Regions from separate parts of the Mus musculus genome. Here all the other regions are linked to region 6. The links are chromatin contacts, called in public Hi-C, HiCAR-type, HiChIP or PLAC-seq and promoter capture Hi-C maps. All regions are on one chromosome and are shown on one strand. The core of a region is the stretch at or near the end of the contact, and the rest is flanking DNA. Distances in the headings are between cores, read along the strand shown.

Evidence for each region. A called contact is a pair of places that touch in the nucleus more often than the background predicts. HiCAR-type assays count read pairs that join an accessible place to other places. HiChIP or PLAC-seq counts read pairs in DNA pulled down with a chosen protein or histone mark. Capture Hi-C pulls out chosen DNA fragments and counts their contacts.
Region 1: a Hi-C map of CD8 T cells shows a contact between it and region 6, with 6 times the contacts expected there. The contact joins the enhancer-like site here to the promoter of Mcur1 in region 6. A contact is called at or near these places in 5 of 39 promoter capture datasets (cranial neural crest, embryonic stem cells, hippocampal neurons and 2 more) and 1 of 484 Hi-C or Micro-C datasets (CD8 T cells).
Region 2: an H3K27ac HiChIP or PLAC-seq map of embryonic stem cells shows a contact between it and region 6, with 3 times the contacts expected there. The contact joins the enhancer-like site here to the promoter of Mcur1 in region 6. A contact is called at or near these places in 4 of 39 promoter capture datasets (embryonic stem cells, frontonasal cranial neural crest, liver and 1 more), 1 of 484 Hi-C or Micro-C datasets (embryonic stem cells) and 3 of 115 datasets of contacts at active chromatin or transcription factors (all in embryonic stem cells).
Region 3: a promoter capture Hi-C map of liver shows a contact between it and region 6, with 3 times the contacts expected there. The contact joins the promoter of Jarid2 here to the promoter of Mcur1 in region 6. A contact is called at or near these places in 9 of 39 promoter capture datasets (cranial neural crest, embryonic stem cells, frontonasal cranial neural crest and 5 more), 8 of 484 Hi-C or Micro-C datasets (B cells, CD4 T cells, LSK cells and 3 more), 22 of 115 datasets of contacts at active chromatin or transcription factors (the 230-238 cell line, T-cell acute lymphoblastic leukemia, astrocytes and 17 more) and 2 of 9 other capture datasets (adipose tissue and liver).
Region 4: an H3K27ac HiChIP or PLAC-seq map of embryonic stem cells shows a contact between it and region 6, with 9 times the contacts expected there. The contact joins the enhancer-like site here to the promoter of Mcur1 in region 6. A contact is called at or near these places in 8 of 39 promoter capture datasets (cranial neural crest, embryonic stem cells, frontonasal cranial neural crest and 4 more) and 3 of 115 datasets of contacts at active chromatin or transcription factors (embryonic forebrain, embryonic stem cells and forebrain).
Region 5: a HiCAR-type map of fibro-adipogenic progenitors shows a contact between it and region 6, with 5 times the contacts expected there. The contact joins the enhancer-like site here to the promoter of Mcur1 in region 6. A contact is called at or near these places in 6 of 39 promoter capture datasets (the 3T3-L1 cell line, cranial neural crest, embryonic stem cells and 3 more) and 2 of 115 datasets of contacts at active chromatin or transcription factors (fibro-adipogenic progenitors and large pre-B cells).
Region 7: a contact with region 6 is called in a HiCAR-type map of kidney, with 4 times the contacts expected there. The contact joins the enhancer-like site here to the promoter of Mcur1 in region 6. A contact is called at or near these places in 7 of 39 promoter capture datasets (HPC-7-derived erythroid cells, cranial neural crest, embryonic stem cells and 4 more) and 1 of 115 datasets of contacts at active chromatin or transcription factors (kidney).

Annotation. Positions count from the first base shown.
Region 1 is chr13:44,809,148-44,812,667 of GRCm38.p6, forward strand. All of the region lies in intron 1 of Jarid2 (jumonji, AT rich interactive domain 2), which reads left to right. Among named protein-coding and RNA genes, the nearest start is that of Jarid2, 80 kb to the left of the region's middle. Within about 2 kb of position 2,089, at least 18 of the 459 cell types and tissues checked have an H3K27ac peak or open chromatin away from gene starts, as enhancers often do. A contact at or near this core is called in CD8 T cells, where this site is marked.
Region 2 is chr13:44,703,456-44,706,736 of GRCm38.p6, forward strand. No RefSeq gene overlaps it. Among named protein-coding and RNA genes, the nearest start is that of Jarid2, 26 kb to the right of the region's middle. Within about 2 kb of position 1,841, at least 29 of the 459 cell types and tissues checked have an H3K27ac peak or open chromatin away from gene starts, as enhancers often do. A contact at or near this core is called in embryonic stem cells, where this site is marked.
Region 3 is chr13:44,729,711-44,733,268 of GRCm38.p6, forward strand. It overlaps Jarid2 (jumonji, AT rich interactive domain 2), which reads left to right and starts at 1,561. Exons shown (of 18, transcript NM_001205043.1): 1 at 1,561-2,206. The coding sequence starts at 2,162.
Region 4 is chr13:44,938,360-44,941,456 of GRCm38.p6, forward strand. All of the region lies in intron 7 of Dtnbp1 (dystrobrevin binding protein 1), which reads right to left. Among named protein-coding and RNA genes, the nearest start is that of Dtnbp1, 62 kb to the right of the region's middle. Within about 2 kb of position 1,467, at least 86 of the 459 cell types and tissues checked have an H3K27ac peak or open chromatin away from gene starts, as enhancers often do. A contact at or near this core is called in embryonic stem cells, where this site is marked.
Region 5 is chr13:44,769,575-44,772,859 of GRCm38.p6, forward strand. The region is part of intron 1 of Jarid2 (jumonji, AT rich interactive domain 2); the gene reads left to right. Among named protein-coding and RNA genes, the nearest start is that of Jarid2, 40 kb to the left of the region's middle. Within about 2 kb of position 1,502, at least 39 of the 459 cell types and tissues checked have an H3K27ac peak or open chromatin away from gene starts, as enhancers often do. A contact at or near this core is called in fibro-adipogenic progenitors, where this site is marked.
Region 6 is chr13:43,558,572-43,561,976 of GRCm38.p6, forward strand. Mcur1 (mitochondrial calcium uniporter regulator 1) reads right to left here and starts at 1,620. Exons shown (of 9, transcript NM_001081059.3): 1 at 1,198-1,620. The coding sequence starts at 1,555.
Region 7 is chr13:44,905,958-44,909,219 of GRCm38.p6, forward strand. It overlaps Jarid2 (jumonji, AT rich interactive domain 2), which reads left to right. Exons shown (of 18, transcript NM_001205043.1): 8 at 276-778; 9 at 1,537-1,629. Among named protein-coding and RNA genes, the nearest start is that of Dtnbp1, 95 kb to the right of the region's middle. Within about 2 kb of position 1,859, at least 108 of the 459 cell types and tissues checked have an H3K27ac peak or open chromatin away from gene starts, as enhancers often do. A contact at or near this core is called in kidney, where this site is marked.

The DNA.
Region 1 (3,520 bases), core at 839-3,338, 1.3 Mb after region 6:
TTATTTTTAGCCCTATCCTTCTCATGAACTGTTACTCTTTCTAGATTTCTCTTTCATGTGAAATGAATTGACATGTTAAATTTAGGTTTATAGTGTGATGTAGTGTTCTGTTACTAGAAGTACAAACCATTTATGTCACAAGCTTAGATGTTCTTGGTCAGGGCTGGGGAGATGGCTCTTTGCTTAAGTGCACAATCTGCTCTTCCATAGTTCAATTCCCAGCAACTGCATGGTGGTTTTATCTATACTGGGATCTGATGCCCTCTTCTGGCATGCAGGTGTACATATACACACAGGGCACTCATGCATTAAATAAAGAAATCTTTTAAAAATGTCTCTGATTTACAGATTTTTTTTTTTGTGGCCAAGCAATATTCCATATTAATTTGTGTCCATGCCCTCCCATCCCCCATATTGAATAACTTAGGAGTTCTGCCTGGAAGTTTCTCAGGCTTCTGCACTCTTGCTGTGTGGTCAGCTCATGTGTACATGTATACTTTCATGTAGTGTATCATGTGTACTCTTTTGGCACTGGTGGTTGCTTCTGTTGGTAGGTAAGAAAAGACACATCCTTATTTCTCTGCTCTCATGCTTCTTCAAGGCTGCCCAGGCTCATTTTTCTGATCATCGATGATTCTTGGCTCTCTCTTTAAACTCTGTTAGCTCCATTTCACACCTCTCATTAGCTTCTCATTCCTCAGTCCAGAGTAGATGCTCAGAACCATATAGCACTGAATTCTGTTCCTCCTCCTGCCATGCATACTTATTACTACGGATTCTTACTATCAGGAACGTTGAGATTAATAACTAATCATAATAAAACAGTAGTTATACTTTATTAGAATTAGTATGAACTACTTAGGATGCCTAGAGTGAAAATACTGTATAAAAGTATGATTAATTTATATATCATGGGCATACCTGCTCAATGGTGTAAGATTTCATCATTTTTCTAAGAATGATAATAAGGTATTTAGTTACATAATTTGCCATACGAGAAGTGTATTTTTGAGCTGGCAAATGAAAATGGTTTTGTCATTCTTGAAGTTGCTGCTTTAGTTTTCTTTCATGTGTACGTGGTGTTGTTGTTGTGCCAGAATGTATTTCTGTGCACCCAGTGCATGTATGTAGTGCCTGCAGGAGTTGTTAATTTTGGCAACTTTTACAATTAGTATCTATTTTTATTTCTAAAGAAAAACACTGTACTGAACTGGAGGATTTTAAATACTTCAAATATATATTGGGTTTCTCTAGGCTGTTTTTTTCTCTCTTTTTAAAAACAGTCCTAATCAACTCTGCCATCTTTCACATGTACAGAGTAAGTAGTAGCTCAGTAACTTGTACAAGGAAGAGCAGTTGCCCATATAAACTGTAGACTTTGCACACTTAAATACATCTTTCCCATTTCTTTAAGTCTTGTTTCTTGAACTCAGATAAATGTATTAATTAAATCATGCCAGCATTTTCTGAGATTTCTATAGGAGACTAGGAACTCTAAATGTCACATTATTGTGACATTGTCCTTCCTGCTTCCTGACAGTATGTTTTCATGTGGAGACACACATTGGATTCTGTTGTTGGTACCAATGCAGCAGAGAATGTATACATACATTGGGAGGTCGGAGTGAGATTCACAAAAGACATGTGCGGTCATCTCTTGGTGTAACCTCCTGTCTTGAATTTGTTCATTTGTTTGTCCCAATATATAGGGAGCAGAAAATCTGTGGTTTCCTATTCAGGCACTGCTTCTGACAGTGAAGGGAAAGGAAGCTGTGAAAGGTAGCACAACAGATATTTTAGGGTGTGAAAGGCAGTTGTCTTTCAATTAGAGATTTTATATTGATAAAAAGCATTCTTGGAGTCCAGGAAATCATTAGTTTGGACATGTGTGTCTTAGTCATTTTGAGTATGCAGTCTGAACATACGTTTACAATGAAGATGATTTGTGTGGACATGGGTTTGATTCTGGCTTGTTGCTTGTTTGGTATCTTGACTATTGATTGGGAGAATAGGCAAGCTGCTTTTCAAAGCACAGTTTCTCATTCTCACCACAGTGTAGTTTCCTGTTTTTCACATCTTGACTAAATGATTATGGTTGTTGGAGCATAGCAACTTGTGTGGAGTGGCATTTGTTTGTGATTTTGCTTTGGGTTTGTTTCTACACTAACTAGGCCTACTGAGTACCTTACTTAATTACAATAGAAACCTTGTACCCATCTGAGAAAGCTCTCATCTCTCGTCAGGGCTCTTATTTGGACTTCAAAATGTTAGGTCTGAGGGAAGCACTTTAGAGACAGAAATGTACAGGGTACATTTTATTCTAAAACAGTATACTGTCCAATACTAAGTCTGCGAACAATGTTGCAGAGCTTAGTTGTCTGCCTAGATGCAGGAAGCATCACGGTTGAATGATTTACCCTTCCATCCTCTTCATTGAGAAATGAGAACAGCCAGGAAACCCCTGAGCCAATTCTCCATATCTACCCACATCTGTTATGATTTCAGCGCAGGGGCTTCTTTCCAGTGCTCTGTCTGTAGTGCCCCGTCCGTTACAAGGGAGATATGGCTTGTATCACACAGATCCTTATGGAAGGGGTAGGGTGCAGGCAGGAGAGGAAAACGAACTCTGGTACTCATGCGTACTTGCGGGGTGTGTGCGTGTGTGTCTCTGCAAAGCCGGGTACGTAGGCAACCACTGGAAGCTAAAGAGTGCTAGAAGTTAAGTTCTTTGAAAGTAGCTGAAAACAAAAAAGACCAAAGTCAGTCACCCAGGAAAAGAGGTGATAACGCACACATGTAACAACACTGTTTTGACTTCTAATATTACACTAACTTTTTTTGAGTGTAGAGACACTTTGAGAAAACCTGTATTCTTGATCAACAGGCTATTACAGACTATAGATGGGCATACACCGACACGGGTCATAGTTAACAAGTGGCCATTTAGATGCCTTCATAATGTCAAAAAACAGATTTTTATAGAGTGTGGGTCCAAATTTGAAATGAACAAATTACTTTACTTGAATTAGCTTTGGGGGCTCCTTTGAATTTCTTTGAGTCTCCTCCAATACCTCTCCCCCCTTTTTTTTTTTTTTTTTTTTTTTTTTAAGATTTATTTATTGATTATATGTAAGTACACTGTAGCTGTCTTCAGACACTCCAGAAGAGGGAGTCAGATCTCTTTACGGATGGTTGTGAGCCACCATGTGGTTGCTGGGATTTGAACTCCGGACCTTCGGAAGAGCAGTCGGGTGCTCTTAACCACTGAGCCATCTCACCAGCCCCAACCTCTCCCCCTTAAGGAAGAGAAATGTATTCTCTAAAGAAAGTTAAAACAGTTTAGACTTGGTTGTAGAATACTTTGGAAAAGTAGCATTTGAATAAGAAAAGAAGATCTGCTAAAGTAAAGTAGGCAAAGGGAAAGAGGTGTAAGAGAGAGGAGAGAGAGGCAGAGTCAGCCCTGCTGACCGCAGCGGGGAGGGATCCATAAGAACCTTGTATTTAACCTTGTGAACATGGG
Region 2 (3,281 bases), core at 591-3,090, 1.1 Mb after region 6:
TCTCTCATTGTAATCCTGGCTAGCATCAAACTTTCAGTGAGCTCTACCTACCCCCGCCCCCCCAGTCTCCACGCCCTGTTTCTGCTCTGAGTATAGGCACAATATGGGTGTGCCACTGTATTCGCCTGAGTTACACACTCCTTATTTGAACTCAAGGGCCCTACATGCTCTTTCCCAAACTTACATCCAGCTCTGGCTCAGAGAATTCAACACATAATTACATGAGCCTGGGTACCAAGTACTTCCTGGCTAATATGGGAATGTAGCCCGTGGCAGTTAAAGATGCCTTCTTTTTCTATGGAGGGAAAAGGGGTAAAATGGATTCACATTCATTTCACTTACTATGCTCTGTTCAGTTCATCCTTGTGTCAATAGCAAGTCATGAAAGGCTGGATGGGTATAGCCCTCATGACGATGAAGACCTTCCCCTGTAAGAGGACAATCCAACTGTTTCCTTAGCTTTGGGTAGACGTCTTGCCTCCAGAGAAATGGCCCTGGATAAGGGAAGGGCCTCACATGCCCAAACCTGAAATCCTTCCAGTTTATATGTGCTTTGAGCGTATGTAGATCTTTATTTTCTCTTTCATGCAATGAATCATAATTAATAATGGCCAGAGGGTGAGGAATTACAGTCATGCCTTATTACTAAAGATGAGTCTTCACCCTTAACTTCGCCGATGATGACGGTGGTGAGGAAGCATTTCGTCAATCGGAGGCGCAGGTTTTCCACCCCGCATCTCCAGAGAAGGGCCAGCGCAAGGCAGCTGAGAGTGCAGAGGAGGGGTGGCTGTTAGTCACTGTGTCGTGCTCCTGCACCCCCACTGAACTGGTGATTCAACTTCTGAGTTCAGAAATCTTTCCTTTTCTAGTTTGTTTTGCAATTTGAGATGGGGTGTGTTTGTGTGTGGGGGTAGTGTCTCATCTGACATGTGATGGTCTTGAACTTGTGTAGCTGAGATTGACTTCCAATTCTTGACCCTATCCATTGTGTTTTATAAGAAAGGGAGGAGGGGGATTGGAGAAGAGACAGAGAGGAGAGAAGGAAGGAGGATAAATGAGGGAGGAGGGAGCAAGCAGCCCTTTTTATAGTCAGGCATTCCCGGCTGTTGCCAGGTAACTGTGGGGCGGAGCCTAGATAACACTATCACGTCCACCTCTCACCTTACAGACCTGTACCATCATGGTTGCCTTGGCCTGAGAAGAAATCTGCTTAACATGCTATAGAGATGCACAAATCAATATAAGGTATTTGCGTAGGGAAGTGGGTAGGAGGTTGAGACGTTGGAAGGAGCAAGTGGGTGAGGTGGAGTAAATTAAAACCTGGGGGGCGGGGACTGGGAAGGGGGCAGCAATCGGATGTAAAGTGAATAAATATATAGATAATGAAACGAGGCTAAAAGGAGGGATGCACTGAGTTCTTTGCTATCCTGGGCTAACAAAACATAGATAAGATACATCTTAAAAATTAAAAACACATGGGCTGAAGAGATGGCTCGGTGGTTAAGAGCACCGACTGCTCTTTCGAAGGTCCTGAGTTCAAATCCCAGCAACCACATGGTGGCTCACAACCATCCGTAATGAGATCTGACACCCTCTTCTGGTGCATCTGAAGACAGTTACAGTGTACTTAGATATAATAATAAATAAATCTTTAAAAAATGTAAAAACACATACCGTGAATTTCAAAGCATGGGAAGGGAAAGAAATATTCCTTGCTCAGAAAAAGACAGATGCAGGAAAAGGAAATGTGGGGGTGGGGCGAGATCGAGTCAGCAATTTCTCCTACCACTGACTGTGGCCTCCTACTCTTCCTTTTGGTTTGAGAACTTGAGTCTTCGTCCCCACAAGTGCTAATGAGGCCTATTCTTTCGAGGGAGTCAGGCTCCGCCTGGCTCCTTTCCTAACCGGGAGCGGTGGATTGTTAAATCTAATAAGCATATGCACATTTGTCCCAAGAACAAATAGCTGTGACCTGCAAGGAAAATAAAATATTAAGTGCTTAACATCTTACTATAAAGAGCTGTGTAACGTCAACTCTGGTGGGATTCGATAGTCTATCGCTTGATTCCCTTTCAACTCTTTGCCCTTGGAGAATTTTGTTTGGCTTCTTCCTCTCCATCACCCACCCCGCTAAAAGGGACCTTAGAGGAGGATCCCGAAACCAACCTCCTTTCTCTCTTTAATCACCGCTATCCAAATGGTAAGTGCCTTTATTTGCATTTGAAGGAAAAATTCAAAGAATTGTATTGGAATGAGGAAGTCCCAAACATCCTGACCTTACAAAGGCCAAGGAAGGCAAAGTCCAGGGACCACAGACTGAAAAACAAGGCAAAAGTGAATATGGGAAAACAAACAAGCCAAACAACAACAACCAATGGCCGGCCGGCTGCTCAGTCTTCCTGTCTGGCTTGACCTTTTGGAAAGTGGAGACTAGGTGTCAAGTGGCCTCCAGTCTCCACTTCCCATGTGCTAAGATCACCTGTGTGCGCGCCTTTTGGAGTCTCCTTGTAGCCGGCCGGCTAACCTTACAGCCACCAAGTCTGGTTTTTAGAGTAACAGTGCTCCCCCCCCCCCATCCCCGTCCCCAAATCCAAAACATTTCCCTCCACAGCCTCGGAAAGGCTGGATGACTGGTGAACACTCCACTGCCCCACTCACAGCTCACAAATAATTTCTTGGTCCCTTCTGTCTGCTGATTGTAGGAGAATATGCAAGACACTAGAGGACGAACCAATAATCCGGCAAGGAAGCAGATGCACAGGATACTATAATAGAGCGCCTGAATCTTAGAATGAGCCTGACATGTACATTGCAGAAACTAGCTGGTTTCAGAATGGATTGGGCCTGGAGGTGGTGGAGTATAAGCTTTTAATCTCATTTCTCTGGAGCCAGAGACAGGCTGATACCAAGGAGTTTGAGGCTGGCCTCATCTACATAGCCAGTTCCAGGCCAGGGTAACCAAGAGAGACCTGGGGGTGGGGTGGAGGGTGGGGAAGGAGGGAGGAAGAAACCTCAGATGGGATTGAGGTAAAGTATGAATGGTCAAAACTGAGAGTAAGAGGTTAGAGGTGAGGGGGGTCTGGAAGGAGCTGGGGGGTCGGGAGTGAACATGATCAAAGTTTTAAAATTTGCAAAAAATAAAATTTAAAAAAAACACAAAAAAGAAGAGTGTCTGCTGGGGGAGGGGGTGTGCACACCTTTAATCCCACCCAGTACTTGAGAGGCAGAGGGAGTAGATTTTCTGTAAATTCAAGGCCAGCAAGGAGATTCTGTGAGATCCT
Region 3 (3,558 bases), core at 311-2,810, 1.2 Mb after region 6:
ACAGCAGGGCCTGCGATCCATTGATCTGAGCGACTGGCGAGCCTGGGCAGGGCAGGGGCTGGGGCAGGTAAGGCTGCGGGGCACAGACCATTGGGCTCTCGGGCACTCAGTGTTCGAGACGCTTCCTTACGGGCTGCCTGTGTTGGGGGGTCGGTCTCCATTTTTCCGTTCACGGTTTCACCTCGGCGTTGGGAGTCTCGGTCGCGGACAGCCCTAGTCCTGAGGGTAAAGACCCCCTTCACCGTCTCCAGGGACGGCGGGGCTTCACCTCGGAGCCACCGGCGACGGCCTAGGGTCGCGTCGGCCCCGGGGACAGGGGCGGGCACGCGGGCCGGCGACCACGAGGCCGCGAGCTTTCGCCGGGAGGCTGCCCCAGCCGCGTCTGCCTCGCGCGTGGGGTCGCGTGCGGCCGCGGGCCGGCTTGGAGCCGTGACCTCGGACCACCCCGGCGGCCGAGCGGCCGCCCGCTTGCTCGGCACACGGGCGCTTGTCCTGAGGTGACACCGCCGGCAACGGCTGAAGCAAGCGGGCGCTGCCGATCAGCGAGTTCGCACCGAGCGAGGATCCCTCTTGGTGCGTGGCCCAGTTTGGCTGAGGACCCGCTCCAACCCCTCGCTGACACCGCCCCCCGCCGCCGCCGCCGCCACGCTCCGAGGCCTTTCCCCCGGGAAGCCTGGCGGCTTGCCCTCGCGGGCCCGCGGGCGCGCTCTCGCGCGCCGATTCCTCGATTCCACAGGCGGTTCGCGCCCGGGGTGGGGGCGGGGCGGGGCGCGCGGGGCCGGGCCGAGCCGGGCCGGGCCGGGAGGGCGGCCCCCGCGGGGAGGGGACTGGGGGGCGGGGCCGGCGTGGGGAGTTCCTCGCTCCCGGACCACACGCTCCGCGGGCCAATCCCGAGCCAGCCTCTAGCAGTGTCGCACGCGGGACACGTCCAAGCGTTTGTTGGCAGGGCCCGGGGAAGGGGGAGGGGGAAGCGATCGGGGAAAAGGGAGTTGAGTGACAGGAGGCGTGGGGCACGCTGGGAATTGTAGTTCTTCGCTTCCGTGGCCATAGCCATTTTGTAGTCAAGGGACTACAACTTCCAGAAGATCAAGGGGACTATTCTAAGGTGCCCCGGGAATAGGCGGCTCTCCCCCGGGCCGGGCGTCCTGGGGCACTGGTACCCAGCTGCCCGGCTGCAGGTAGACGTGAGGGCAGTGGCGAAGGTTTGCATGCGGCGACTGTTGGGTGAGCGGACTGCGGGTGGGGGGGGGGGGGGGGAAGGGGCTGAGGTGGAGCGACCGAGCGTGCCATGCATTGAGCTAGGGAGCCTCTCTCAATTCCACGACTGGGCTCGGCGTGGGAGAGGCGCCTGACGGGCGGCCCGCAGAGGCTTCGTGGAGGCCTTTCCGGGGTCTCGTCGACGGGGCTGCGGGAGTTCTCCGCACCGGGCCGGGGCTTGTGGGCAGAGGTTAGGCAGGCGTGCGGGGGGCTCAGCTGTGGGAGTTTTCGGCTGGCGGGAGGTGGCGAATTAGCCGAGGAGCCCTAACTTGTATAAAAGCAGAGTCCATTTAAAGTTGGGCTGGCTAGCCTCTCTCTCATTGGTTAAGGGGCTTGGAAAAAAGAGACTCGGCGAGCCCTCCGCTGTGGTGCTGCCGCCGCCACCGCCGCCGCTGGAGTTGACTCTTCTGCTCGCACTGCTGCTGCAGCACAAACGTGACTTCCAACATTTTAAATTTATCTTTTCCTTTTTTCTTCTTCAAGATGTAACTACAGATCAGATACTAAGGACCTTCACGTTTCGCTGATGTAGTTTTTGGAAGAAAAAGGGGGGGAGTGAAGGGCGTCGGTTTTTTTTTTTTTCTTCTTTTTTTTTCTTTTCTTTTTTTGTGTCTGTTGTATGTTTCGGGGGAAATTTTCCATTATGAGTGTTTTACTAAAGTGAATTTTTCTTGTTTGCTTCGCTCGTCTTTGGCTCTTTTTATATTTTTTCTTTTATCCTTCTCAATTTCGGATTTATTTCAAGGCGAATCTGGTTTTGGGGGAAGAGGAAGAAAAGTCGGATTACAAGATCAACCACCACCAACAACAATAAAAACCACCAGGATATTTTTTTGCAAATTTCTGACGGCTTTAAATTCATGAAGCAATTGTCCCCTTTTGCAATCAGCATTTGGATCTCAGAATGAGCAAGGAAAGACCCAAGAGGAATATCATTCAGAAGAAATACGTAAGTGCTCTTAACAACACATCCTTTGGCTTGCAGTTTTAAGCGATGGTTGTGAATGTCAAGTTTATAGATAATTCTGCAGCTGAAAGGTTTTAAACAGCGTCCGATAAAGCTCTTTCTTTTCCGAAAGGGCTTTTCAGGCAAAGTCGTGTCTGCCTAGTTTGGTTGAGAAAACAGACTGGTGTAGAGATACCTCAAGTATATAAATTGACCTCGAATGACACAACGTTGATGTAGTTTTGGTGAAAGGCAAGGGGTTTTGGTGGAGGTTGGGGTTCTGTGTGTGGGGGCCCCCGCAGTGATCTAACTGCATTCTCGGGCGGATTTGGTCCCATATTGCACTTTGCATACAAATGAGCCTGTTATTAGTGTTATTTGGAAAATCGTGTAAGGTATGTGTGTTGGAAGCTAAGTTGCAATCCAGAGTACGATTATGGCGATCTTCTAGCACTGGCACATCATTTAATATATGTGGCCCTTTTGGCTTATCTAGCTTGCAACATGACCCAGTTGGGAATCATGTTACTGGGAATGCATTTATTGGTATTGACTTTTATAAAGAGGCTGGTTTTGGTTCTAAAGATTCATGGTTTCTAGTTTGAGGGGAAAAACATAGCTCATGTAAAAGTATATGTGTGCCTGAGTGAATGCATGTTAATACGAATAATTTCTCCCTGAAAACTGGGTTTCTGAGATTGGGTTGTGATGGTTAGGTTTGTTTTGTGCACAGTATAGCAGCGTCTTGCTTGGCATAGGGAGTGTTTTTGTTTTGTGTAGTGGCTTTTTTTTTTTTTTTTTTTTTTTTGTAAGTTTGGGGGGAGGGAGTAGAGAGGGAAACCAGGGGATTAACCAAATATGCACTCGAGTGATCCGGTGGTTAGCTGCGTATGCTTTAGAGCAAAGTACACTTTTTTCCCCCAGAAAAAAAAAAGGCCCTTGAAGATAAATAAAGAACAATGCGACCCTATGAGAAAGTTTTATTTAACTAGGGTCGATGATTTGGTCTTAATATTTTTCCTTTTTGGTTAGAGAGGAGTGTATAATGGGAGATGACCTTCTGGGCAGTGGTTTTGTTAAATGTGTACACACACACACATTTAATGGAAAACCTGAATTTCTCCCGGAGAGCTGATCCTAATCTATACACGTAAACTTAACTTGAAAGAAACGTAAGATTAAATGAAGCTCAACTTACAAAGCCTACTCCATAAGGAATTTAAGAATTAAAATACATCCGCATTGCAGTGGGCCGGGTAAAGCGCAAAGGACTAGTTTAAACTCGATGTGTAGAAACTGCATGGACACACAGCCTTGCCTTGGAGCGTGGACTCCTTCCCAGAGCATGTCTCCTG
Region 4 (3,097 bases), core at 217-2,716, 1.4 Mb after region 6:
GCCGAAGCTGACTGTATTTCTTGAGCCTGGTCAACAGCCTCCTAAACAGCAATGATCTTTCCCCAAACTATGCACACTTTTCTTGTTGTTGATGTTAAGGCTGATGTCAAACTCATGGCAATACCCCTGCCTCAGCCTTCCACATGCTTGGATTACAGATATGAGCTACCAGAGCTGGCTTTTGACCCACTTCTGTTCTGGAAGGCAGAGTGGAGCCACTCTGGTCATACTCTCTGTCTATGGCTAATTTAGCAGAGATGGTTCCATGCAGTACTTCCAGGAGCAGTACTGTGCTCCAGCCTAAGAACTGCACCCAGATAGGCAAACGAGGCGTTTCACCCACACACTGTATTCGCCCCTCTCTGAGCTAAAACACTACTCCCTCACACAGCTTTCTATGACCTCCCATCCAAATGGAACCTGACAATTACAAAAACCTCTAAACAGAACAGGAGAGCCTCAGTCTCGAGTGAAGCAGAGTTCTAGGATATGGAAAGAAGGCAGATTAAAAAAAAAAAATTAAAAGAAACTGTCAAAATGAAAACACTTGAAGCTAAGCACTGTGGTTCATGCCAGTAATCCCAGATTCAGGAAGCAGAGATAGAGAGAGGTATAACAAGTTTGAAGCCAACATACTTTACATAGAAAGTACACACCAACCAAGCCTACCTAGAGAGATTTTACCTCAAAACTAATCAACCAACCAAAACCTCCATCAAAACAAAAGGTCTTATTTATACTTCAAAATGCACTGAAAATCCCTATACAAGAAAAATATTGGCAAACTAAAGAACTAGTCTGCCTCTGTCTTAGGCTTAAAAGCCATCTTACAGTAAAGACAAACTAGGCTCACTGCTGTTTGTGATGAAACTTCTGTTTCTCAAGGACTGGGCTATGCCCACCTGTAACCTTAACTACACATGGTATTCAACTGTCTGTTCCAGGAATGGCAGGCAGGCCTTTGTTTCAAAGGGTTAACCACCATCTTGCAGCTCTACCTTTGTTTTGAAAGGGTTGGTATGGCTACCTTGTTATGACTGCCTGCGGTTAGGGCAGTCTTTGTTTCAGGGGCTGTCATAACTGACTTGCTATGCTTATTTTCTGCTTCTGTAACCCCACCTATTTTGCCCGCCAAATCCTCCATTTGGAAATTCCTGACCACTGAGTCATAAGAGCTTTGTCTTCCTCATACCCAAGGCTGACCTCTAGAACCCCGCCCTAGGAGGAGGCTGTCTTGTACACGCCTAAAACAAGCTTGCTTTAATTATTTGCCTGCTTTAATTAATTTGGACAAGATGATTTGAGCTGGTGGTCTTTCTCCTCCCATCTTTGGAATTAAATAAATCATATATATCCAGATCCAAAACTGGTATAGTAAATGAACAGTTGCTTTTGCATTGCTGTAAGGAAAACACTCTCCCAGGACAGTCATGGGAGAAGGGTGTGTCTGCTCACATTCTCTGAGGAAACAGCCCCCGCACGATGAAGAAGCTGCGTCCCCGGAGAAGCTCAGTGCACAATAGTAGAGCAACAGTAGAGCATGCAGCAGTGACTTCTTCACAGAATGGACCAGGAATTAGAAACTGTGGGAAGGCTCAGACCAGGAGGCAGAGACTGGCTGCCTTGTGGAACAAGGATATCATGGTTGGAAGTAAAATGTCCCCACAGGGTTTGAACACTAATTCCCAGTTGGTGGCTGTTTTGAGAGTTTGGAAAGGCTTTTGAAATGGGGCCTACTTAGAAGTGACCTCTGGAAGATGGTTTTTGTTTGTTTGTTTGTTTGTTTTCTAAAGCATTATCACATGCATACAGAGCACCTAAGAGCCCAGAAGAGAGCATAAAATTACTTAGAAGTGGAATTAGCTGCCTTGTGGGTGTGGGAAATTGAACCTGAGTCCCCCGGAAGAGCAGTAAATGCTCCTAAGAGGTGGACCATTTCTCCAGCCCTTGGGAATGGGGTCTTAATGGTAGTAACTATTCTAGTCTACCCCCAACTTGCTGCTTCCTGCCTGTCACCACAGATCCAACTGAACTAACTCACTGGGATGTTTTCCCTGGCAAACAGCCTTATTTATTTATTTATTTATTTATTTTTGAACAATGAACCAAAATAAATCCTTCCTGAACTGAAGTTGATTCTCTCAGAGACACTGGCACTGATGAGAAAGTATTAACACGGAGCATTAGTCTCAAAGGCTTATCACCAGTGACTTGGCCTTGCCAGCCTTCGTATTGTTAGCATTGTAAACGCCCAATAGCAGTGGTGATTAGTCAGCCATCCACATCAGAGCTATCACACACTCACTCTTGTGGCTCTAGTCTAAGAAGGCAGGTAAAGGCTCAGGGACAGCTCCCTAAGAGAGCACTTCCTGAGCATGTGGTATCCTTGGTCAAACCCCAGCAGTGCAAAACCAGAACAAATCACACTACCCCGTGCAGACCCGGAGAGGCAGAAGCTGCAACTGCACCACACTGCTAGCAGGGATGCAAAGTGTCAGTGCCGTCCTGGGAAAATCAGCGACTTCTCTAAGGAGTGGTAAGCAAACCTCAGCACACACCTCAGCAACGTCTATCCTAAGATCTACCCACGATAAATGAAGATCTCCATAGTTTATGTTTTCTTTTTTAAAGGTTTATTTATTATTACATGTAAGCACACTATAGCTGTCTTCAGACACACCAGAAGAAGGCGTCAGATCTCATAGATCTCATTACAGATGGCTGGGAGCCACCATGTGGTTGCTGGGATTTGAACTCAGGAACTTTGGAAAAGCAGTCAGGGCTCTTAACCGCTGAGCCATCTCTCCAGTCCGATAGTTTATGTTTATAGTAATGTTACTCACAAAAGGAAATGAAGTACCAGGTAACTGTCGGAATATACATCTATCTCCACACAAATGTAAACAAAAGAAGCCAAGTGAACATATATAATATGTGCCATTTACATGAAATAACCAGAAAAATCTACAGACAAAAAACTGATTATGTTTGTCTAAAGTTGCAATTACAAACAGAAAGGCATCTTTGGAGATATTGTTCTATAGCAATAACAACTTGTAAAATGCATTAGAATGTTCAAGTATACACTGAAAGGTAA
Region 5 (3,285 bases), core at 252-2,751, 1.2 Mb after region 6:
TTGACGGACTAAAGTGGGGTTCTATGTATGTCCTAAATGCTGGTGAGAATAAATGAGAGACTCAGTATATCTTTGTCTCCCTGTTTGTGGTTCATATGGTGTAGTGATATGCAGGCTGGAATCTGTCAGCATTTCAGTAGTGAAAAAAAAAAAAACTGAATGATGATCTTTCTATCCACATTTTGTTGGTTTGGAGCCAGGGTTTTCCAACCAGTCCTCCAACTGGCAATTCTCTTGCCTTACTTCTCAAGTGCCAGGGTTATAGGTATGTACTGCCTCATCCAGATGTGTTGTTAACTCTGACTACTACATATTTCCTTTTGTAAGCATTTAAGAAACTTCCTTTTAAAGGCAAGTAAGAAATTTGTGCAGTGTGTTTGGTGTATACTTCCCTTCTGCTTTAGAGCTGTGCTCCTGGCATTCCATTGTGATTGGACAAGTGATGTTTAAGCTTCATCTATAGAGAAGCATCTTGTCTTGGGAAACTTTTCTTATTTCCAGCTTTTTTGGGAGCTTATTCATAAACTACATTTGTAATTCATGAGCTCTGGAGTTGTCTTCAACTCTCTGCAGCCAAGAGAGTAATGAGAAAGTTTAAAATTACAATTGTTGCCAGTCATAGTGACACACACCCTTTAATCCTAGTGTTCATTGTTAAGGTGGATCTTTGAGAGTCTGAAGCTAGCCTCAGAGGTAGGTAGGTCTTTGGGAATGAAGGGTAGCCTGGTCTGTCTACACAGCCAGTTGCAGGCCACCTGTTGTAAGCAAGCAGATACCAAATCACTCATTTTGGAATATTTGAAGACTGAAATGTCTTAATTACTAGACAATAGATAGAGCCTCTTTGCAAAGCCCATGTGCATACTTCCGTGTTTTTAGAACTGTTGTGGTGTGGATATCTATGCATATGTATACACATGTAAGTATGGCTGTGTACATATGCATGTGTATACATATGTGAAAGAGTAGGGAGAGAGTAATGAGTTGCTAACCCTTTTTCCATGATGTTGGGATTCATTAACCCCAAGGACTTTGGTTTTGCTCGTTTTTTTCTTTAAGTTTTAGATTTTAATGTTGTCCTCATTTAAAAAAAACTTTTTATGAGATTATATATCATTTCTCCCTTCCCACTCCTTCCTCTCTCCAAAGTATTTTTAAACTTATGCGTATGTGTGTTTATCCTGAATATGTGTACCACATGCATGTCTGGTGCCTGCAGAGTTTAGAAAAGGATGTCAGATCTCTTGTAACTGAAGTTCTGGACAATTCTGAGCCACTGCGTGGGTGATGTGCACTTTTAACCACCCATTCAGTTCTTCAGTCCCACATTTTTTTTTTTCATTTTTAAAAATATTTGTATGCAAATGTACTGCAGTCATTTGGTGCTTTTAGAGTGGGGGGGGGGCTGATCTCACACTGGAGGAGCAGACAGCAGTGAACTTGTCATGCGAGTCACGGTGGGAGCTGAGGTCATCAGGCCGTGAGTGCCTTCTCTAGACCCAACACTTGGAGTCCTTACTTTGCATTGACTTTTAAAGATGGGTGAGTCAGACTCTGTTAGTGTCACTAGATAGCTGCTTTTTACCAAGTTAGTTTTGGCAGACAGGAAGCAAATATTGGCAAGAAGACTTAGAGAATTTGGTAAGATTCACACTCAAGCATTTAAACATTTGAAGCAGTGTGTAGGTGTACTGAAATCCCAGGCTTTAAAAAATTCCCAAGGAACAGCTAGGGACATGGAAAGAGGGAAAGTTACCGAGTGACAGATGGGGTTTTACTCAGGTCAGCAGATTGGAAGTTGAACTTCTTTTGTGAGAAGATCAGTAATTTCAGAAGTGACATATTACAGGACTTTCTCATTCTGTCATGAACTGTACACATTTTGCTTTGAATCAGCCAGCATTGTGTTCCATAGGCATTTACTGCATCTCATTTATAATGCTATATATTTTTAAAACTTTCCCATTCAGATCTCACCTGTAACTGGAAGTGACATTTATTTATTGACAGTGTAGGGAAAATTACAGCAGTGGGTAATTGCAAACCTCTTTAATTTTAAATGCATATTGCTGGGCATATGTTACTTCTTTTATGAAATTAACTCTACTGTTAGTAAGTCCTTAAAAATATCTCTTGTGGAACCATTCAGTTCTTTCCACAGTGGTTCCATAGGAAGAATGAACTTTGAATATCCTTTATTCCAAAATATCAGGAAATTGGTTTGCCTTGTGGGTGTGATGATTTGCTTTTGACTTCCTTTTGTGAAGTAGTGAAAACAATTAAAATAATCATAAAATACGTATTTTATGTGTGAAAGCTTTGTCTGCATGTTTGTATGTTGTGCACCACATGCCCTTACTGAATTGCAGGAAATGTAATTCAGGATTGGTTTGTTGGTTTTTTTCTGTAGTCCTGGCTGTTCTGGAACTCTATAGACCAGGCTGGCCTCGAACTCATATTCGCCTGCCTCTGCCTCCTGAGTGCTGAGATTAAAGGTATGTGCCACCTCTGCTTGGCTTGTTTGGTTTTTAAAGCAAACACTTTTATCATATCAGTAAGCTATGCAAACTGTCTAACCAATAGAGGCTCTAACATGTTGGATTAATAGCTTCACATGAGTAGTGCATGTCCTGTTTTGCCTTTCAATGGCTTCTTTAGGTAAATGATTTATAGTGTGGTCACTTCTCATGTGTTTTATTCTTCACTCTTTTTCTTTTCTTTTCTTTTTTTAAATTTATTTATTATATGTAAGTCCACTGTAGCTGTCTTCAGACTCTCCAGAAGACGGTGTGGTGTCAGATCTTGTTACAGATGGTTGTGAGCCACCATGTGGTTGCTGGGATTTGAACTCCAGACCTTCGGAAGAGCAGTCGGGTGCTCTTACCCACTGAGCCATCTCACCAGCCCACTCTTTTTCTTATTTGGCAGTTTTGTTTGCTCTGTATGGTGATCACTTTTATTTAGTTGACTTGGTGGCACTTTTAATTCCAGGCAGAGGCCATTGGATCTCGGAGTTGTACATAGTGAGTACCAGGGCAGTCAGAGATACATTCCCAATTCCTTACTTACCTATCTAGACAAGGCTGTCCATTCATTGTACAGAATGACCAGTTTTAAGGTAAAGATACCAGATAAGCTATTTAATACACACGCACCTATTATTGTACCATATTTAGTTCGTATAGTACCAAGAGGATTTCAGTTAGTTTGCAGTTATGGCAGGAATATAGGTAACTAGATAAATTTCTGGTTCATTATGACAGACTGTCACAGCTTGTTCCTTTA
Region 6 (3,405 bases), core at 370-2,869:
AGTGTTTCTGCTGTGTCCCTTAAGATGTACGGAGCCTAACACTAAAACGGCACGATCTTGCTAACACAACGAGAAAGAACCTCCTTCTTTGCTCCCAAACCATAAATTATGAGCAAACACATTGGCAGGCAACAACAGCTTGTGAAAACTACAGCAAGCAGGGGTGTGGTAGCCCAGTCTTTAGTCCCAGTACTTAGGTGGCACGAGGGATCTCTGTGAGTTCGAGGCCAGCTCGGGCTACACAGTTCTCACCTGGTCTCAAGGCAGAACCAATGAAAAGAGCACACAGGATGGCAAGTTATGGGAAAAAGAAACCAGACAGATCTCCAACTCCCAATCCTACAAAACTCGGGCATAAAGCTCACTGCTCATTTTCCTATCTGCATATAAAGCGTCCTTCATTTTTCAGAACTATTAGGAGTTTCTCCTCTAGCCATATGTATTCTTAAATTTTAGATGCAGGTAATTCTCATAGAAAAAAAAATACAGACAACCAAAGCATGGGTGCATATGGCCACTAATGGCCAGAAACAGGTTACTCAAGAAGTAATTAAGCCACGTTTGCTGATTGGCCTGTGCGATAAGATTTTATCTACTATTTACTGTGAGCACATTCCAGCTAGTTTACTTTCTTATGCAGTTCAGCGGTGTCCCTCGCCTCCTTCAATTACCCAAATGACACATCAAAGCTCTGGTCACTCAATTTAAACGCACAGAGTTCTTCAAGTCTAAACATAAAGCCTCTATTTTTCTTTATACTATCTGTCAAATTAGTACAGTAAAATTAGCATGGATAAGTGTGTGTAGTCATATAGAAAAACACCTGCTGCATATCTTGCTTGAAGTAAGCTCCGGAAAGAAAAGATTTTGTTGAACAAATTACCCGAAACAGCTAGTAAAGTGCCAGGCAGAGAATGGGCGACAGCGGGCCATGAATGAATCAATAGTTTGGAATCAAAACGAAATGTCATCTCTTCATTCAGGGATCTGCGCCCCTCGGTCCTGAATGCACCGGCTTCTAGCACTTTTTCCACTTTTCCCTGGCTCCAACAGGTGTGCAAGGGCAGCCCCGAGTACGCGTGTCATCCGGAGCCAGGACACCGGGGCTCTGGGCTGCGAACCCTCGCCCTGGCGGCGTGGCTACAGCCCGGTCACCTGTGTGACCCGCTGTCCCTCCCTCCCTCCGTCCTTTCTCACCTCTCCGGCTGCTCGCAAGCGCGGCCACACGCCGGGCGCCCAGCCGCAGACGGCCCAGCGCGTTCCTGCCGGCGCCGAGCGCGGCCGCGGGGAGAACGAGCCCCGGGCGCGAGCGCTCAGCCAGCGTCCTACGCGGGGCGGTGGCAGTGGCGGTGGCGGCCAGGCGCGGGGAGGGCACGAGCAGGAGGAACAACAGCGGAGACGCGCGGGCCGCCCGTCCGCGAGGCCTCAGCCAGCTTCGTCCACCGGGCAGCGTGGAGACGCCCGGGCGCGCCGGAACTCCGCAGCCGGAGGACGGGAGCCGCTGGCGACTCGGTGTGCGCCTCGGCCGCTCGGCCGCCACGGAGCCGCTGTCCATCCCCGAGCGGGTCACAGGCCCGAGCGCGCACGCAGGTCGCTCCCGCGCGGCCCCGACTCCGAGTCGCCTCGGGAGCGAGCGTGGGCCGCCGCGCAGACCTGCCCTTTCCGCCGTCGCCACGCCTCCTCCCCATCGCCGCGGGCCTCGTCCCCGCCCTCCCTGGCCTCGCCCCTAGTCTGGTCGCCCCAGCCAGGCTCCTCCAGGCTTGCCCTCTGCCGGGTCCGCCTTTACATCCCCACGCCCCTGTTCCCTGCCTGTGGCCTGCCCTAACCTCGTCTCCCAGACAGGAACTAGGGTGAGCCTTAGCCATTTTCCGCTGCAGAATCACGTTGCTCTTTCGGCTCCTACGATTTACAGTTTCATTTCGCAGTTGCCCTTAAGAATGTTAATGGCTCCTTTGCCCTTCGCAGACCTTTGAGAAGTTCTTGACCAAGCTCGACTGGCTTAGATTTTTATTAACTAGCCGGGATCTCAAGTTCCCTAGGGTTGTATTTTAGGGACTTATTTACCGGGCATAGGGAACTATGCTTTCAGAGTCCATACACTCACAGCTAAATTTCCAGTTTTGATTTTGCTTTTCGTTTTTGAGACAAAGTTTCACTATGTAGCCTCCACTGTCCTGGAACTCTCTATGTAGACCAAGCAGACCTTGCCCGCTGACTGACGCGATTAAAGGCATGGACCACCACTTGGGACTACAGTTTTTGTTTTGGGTTAGAGCACATTAAAAGGTCCTAGTGTGGAAACGTAAAACGTAGTAGGGATATGAATGTTAAACTAGACTATGGCATAATAAGATATTTGAGACAGGCAGTGTTTTAGTTCCGAACTTTTTGAAAGACTGCTGCACTTTGCAGTTACCGGTCCTTTGTGTTATTTTGAGAAAGTTTGTTGGATGGATGAATAACAAGTACAAGGGACTATGCTGGGACAGAGAGAGGGAGGGGAAGGAAGGGGAGGGGAGGGGAGGGGAGGGGAGGAGAGGGGAGGAGAAAGAGAGAGAGAGGGAGGAGGACAGAGGAGAAAATGAAAGGACAAGACTGCCCCTCAGTATGTTGGTGGAGAGAGTCGCCAGAAAAGGGAAAGCATAGCCAGAGGCAAGAGACATCTGGGAAAGTCCAGAGGGTTGAACATGACCTTGAGCCTGGTCACGTGGGAGAAGTAGGAGGAGAGAGAGGCGAGCCAGGAGTTTAAAGGGTAGAGAAAAGGGGTTAGGTCACTAAAATGGTTGGATTATATGAAGAAGGGCATCTAAGAGAAGGGCAGCCCAGTCCCTGGACTGGAGACGTTAGGGTAGAGGGCAGACTAGGGCAAGGATCGGGTTAAGTAGTAAGCACTGACAGATGCTAAGAGAACCAGGGGCCAGGCCCGCTTTGAGGTGTTAAACAAGCACCTTAGTTAGCCCTTTGTCCTGGGTTTAAGACCTAACAGTTGTGTTCCTGAAGTGACCAGTACTTAGCGTTCCTCCTCCTCCTCCTCCTCCTCCTCCTCCTCCTCCTCCTCCTCCTCTTTTTTTAGCTAAGGGCTAAAAAATGTAGACAAACTGATGTGGAAAGTGCTGGGACCCATAATAAAAGAGCAGAGCTCTGGGCAGAGGAGTGTGTAAACAGATGCGGAAGACAGGTGCAGGTGACTACAACATGCAAATAATTTAAAAATTAGGTACAAGTCCGACACTTAAAAGGTTAAAATATCAGTTTGTAAAGTGGCAGGTAACACAAAATATTCACCTACAGCCTTTCCTGTTGATGAATGTTGCTCAACACCCAGCTCGGAAAATGTAATCGAAGGAAATAATCCAGAAACACTAGAAACCTATTCGTTTAGACCATAAGGAGTTTTTATTTTTA
Region 7 (3,262 bases), core at 609-3,108, 1.3 Mb after region 6:
GTGGTCCTCTCCTTCTGTGCATGGCTACCTCTTTCCTTCTGATCAATTCCTCAGATACTATTTCTGGTCACCTTCCTAAGATGATCATACCTTAGTTTGCTTGTCTCCTGGTACTTAGCCACGACTCTAAGCAGTGCTCAAAACTGTTTGTACATACAAGCTGGCTGCTGGCTGCTTTAGAGCAGCAGTTTTGTAGTAAGGCTTTCAGGACTAATAGGGCATAGGAAAACAACTTGTGATATCCTTGTTAACCATTTCACCCCATTGCTGCCCAGGAGGCTGTGAGCTCGACCTGGCCTGCTTTTTCCGGCTGATTAATGAGATGGGCGGCATGCAGCAAGTGACTGACCTCAAAAAATGGAACAAACTAGCAGACATGCTGCGCATTCCCAAAACTGCCCAGGACCGGCTGGCCAAGCTGCAGGAGGCCTACTGCCAGTACCTGCTTTCCTATGACTCCCTGTCCCCCGAGGAGCACCGACGGCTGGAGAAGGAGGTGCTGATGGAGAAGGAGATCCTGGAAAAGCGCAAAGGGCCATTAGAGGGGCACACGGAGAGCGACCACCACAAGTTCCACTCCCTGCCCCGCTTTGAGCCCAAGAATGGGCTCGTCCACGGTGTCACACCTAGGAATGGATTCCGTAGCAAGCTCAAGGAGGTGGGCCGGGCCCCACTGAAGACGGGCCGGCGGCGGCTGTTCGCTCAGGAAAAAGAAGTGGTCAAAGAGGAGGAAGAAGACAAAGGTGTCCTCAATGACTTCCACAAGTGCATCTATAAGGTGAGTGGGCTGTGCGGTAGGGTGTGCCCTGCCCTGCTGGAGCCGGAGGAAGCTGACTTGTTCTGTGGGATGAGCGCTAGGACGCTGTCTTAGGACTGTTCTGAGCTGCTGTGACCAAATATCACAGAGGAGACTTTCTGTGTTGCTTCTAGAGGTTGGGCTCTTTCTCATTTACAGCATTAGGTGAGTCTTTGGCAACACAGAACTGTCATGAAATGGCGTGCTCTCCATGCCTGTTGGTAGTTATTTAAAGCCGATACTATGATAGTATATTAAACCCCAGGAAATATTTCTTGTTGTTTTTATAAACCTGATATGTTAAATAAAGATTTAGTTGGAAAAAGCTGACATGGTTGGCCCAGGTGCCCACAACTTGTCTGTGGCACTGCGGGTGGCTGCAGGGGCATGCCCATCACCCCTGTCTGTTGCATCTGTGGTAGTGTTTACATTAGATCCTTCTTGTACTTAGGGAGCTTAGAAAGGTTTCAAGTTGCAGGAAAGTAACCTTGTCAACCTCATGCCGAGCCTTGCCTTGCTGGAGAGCAAACCCACCCCTGTCTTCATGCTCACCTCTTGGTGTTGCTTTCCCGAGCACAGTGTACTGGGATAACAAACTTAGGTGGGTGTTGTCACCTATTGAGCACACAGTGTGTCTTTGTCACTATGGGGAAGCCACTGGACAGAGACCTATGACAGAAATTTATGTCTTAACATAACATGTCTTAAGCCAAACTCTTCTTCTGTTTTCTTTGTTTCAGGGAAGATCTGTTTCTCTAACAACTTTTTATCGAACAGCAAGAAACATCATGAACATGTGTTTCAGCAAGGAGCCCGCACCAGCAGAGATTGAGGTAAGTAAGTTAGCCATCTCCATACAACGTCCTGTGACACTAGGAAGGGTCTTGGTGCAGTATGATGGGACACAAAGGCAGAGGTTGTTCCGTGTGTCTGTGCTTGGGCAGCCAAGCATTTTACTCTGGGAATTCCCTAGTCTGCTGGAAGGGCCTGGGGGGCGTGCCTGGGCTCCATCGCTGGTCCAGCTGGCAGTTTTCACGCTCAGGGAACTGCCTCCTTCCCATCCTCTCTGTGTGTTCTGGAGGAGAATGTCTGGAATCCCCTCAAGTCGTGGTGTGCTTTTCTCCTTTCCTGTTCTTCATGTAATGGGATTGGCAGGTGGCCATGTTTGTGCTTCTGCCAGCTCTCTTCTTGGAGTTAGTGCAGTGTTGGAAGACAGTGTGCTCTTGTGTGCCCGGGCCAATTAGCAGCTGGTCCGTGTGAGGTGCTGCAGAATAGAGCTGGTCCTGTTTGTGTATATTCCCTGGCCAGTGCCCAGCAGAGTCCTTCAGACCCTACAGCTGCTGACATAGGAATCTAGCAGTGGCTGGTTTGTGAAGGGAGAGAAGCCAGTTCTGATTCCTGGCTCAGCACAGAGCTAGGAAGAGCAGTGTTGGGGAGGTGTAGCTTCTCCTTCTGGGTGACAGGTTCCCAGCCAGCTTTTTAGTTGACTCTGATTTAGAACTTGGATAACTCTCTTGCTGCTCATGCTCTACCTAGCTCTGTAGCCCGGAGCCTGACATCCACTGCCAACCCCGGGGTCAGCTCTGTCCAGGACTGGTCTGACACCCATGTGGCCGTTTTGGCTGCTTCTTCTTCTTCTTTTTTTTTTTCCGAGACAGGGTTTCTTTGCAGCCCTGGTTGTCCTGGAACTCACTCTGTAGACCAGGCTGGCCTCGAACTCAGAAATCCGCCTGCCTCTGCCTCCCAAGTGCTGGGATTAAAGGCGTGCGCCACCACGCCCAGCCTATGGTTGCTTCTTGACACCTCATTGACACTATGGCAGACAGGCCAGATTGAGAGGGTTCAGCCTGTGTCGCCCCTCCTGTGTTGAGCTCATGGTTACTGCTGGCCACAGCTCACTTTAAAGGCCTCTACAAGCTTCTATTTAGGATTTTTTTTTTTTTCCTTAGAAAGACTAGATTTTGCTGTAAACTGTAATCTGAATAAAGGAAATTGCAGGTTTGCTGAAATTCGTATTTTAGTTTGTGCCGGCTGCTGTGGACTCAGTCCTTGTGCCTCCTCTGGACATTAGTGCCTGCAGGTTTCAGCTCTGATCCATCAGTCTGAATCACAGGGTGTTCTTTCTGAGTAAAGGGTCCATTCAGGAATGGTACTGAATGGTACATGGCATTCCTTTATGGTTTGTGGCCGTTTGGCCCTTCAGACAGGCCTCTATTCCTGGGATTTGGGTTGCAGTCTCATCCTGGATGCTCATTGGTTGAGTTTTTCACAGTAAGGTTTGGTGGGAGGAGAATGGATTGAAAGTGCAGCTGAGGTTGGAGGCAGGGCCATCTTAAAGGAACATGACATCATTCCTTCACTCTTGATTGCAGTGCCTTCTCAAACTATCCCTTTCCTAATCTAATCAGCTCAGTTTGTTGCCAGCTGTCTGTCTGTTTGTCTCTCTCTCTCTCTGTCTCTCTCTCT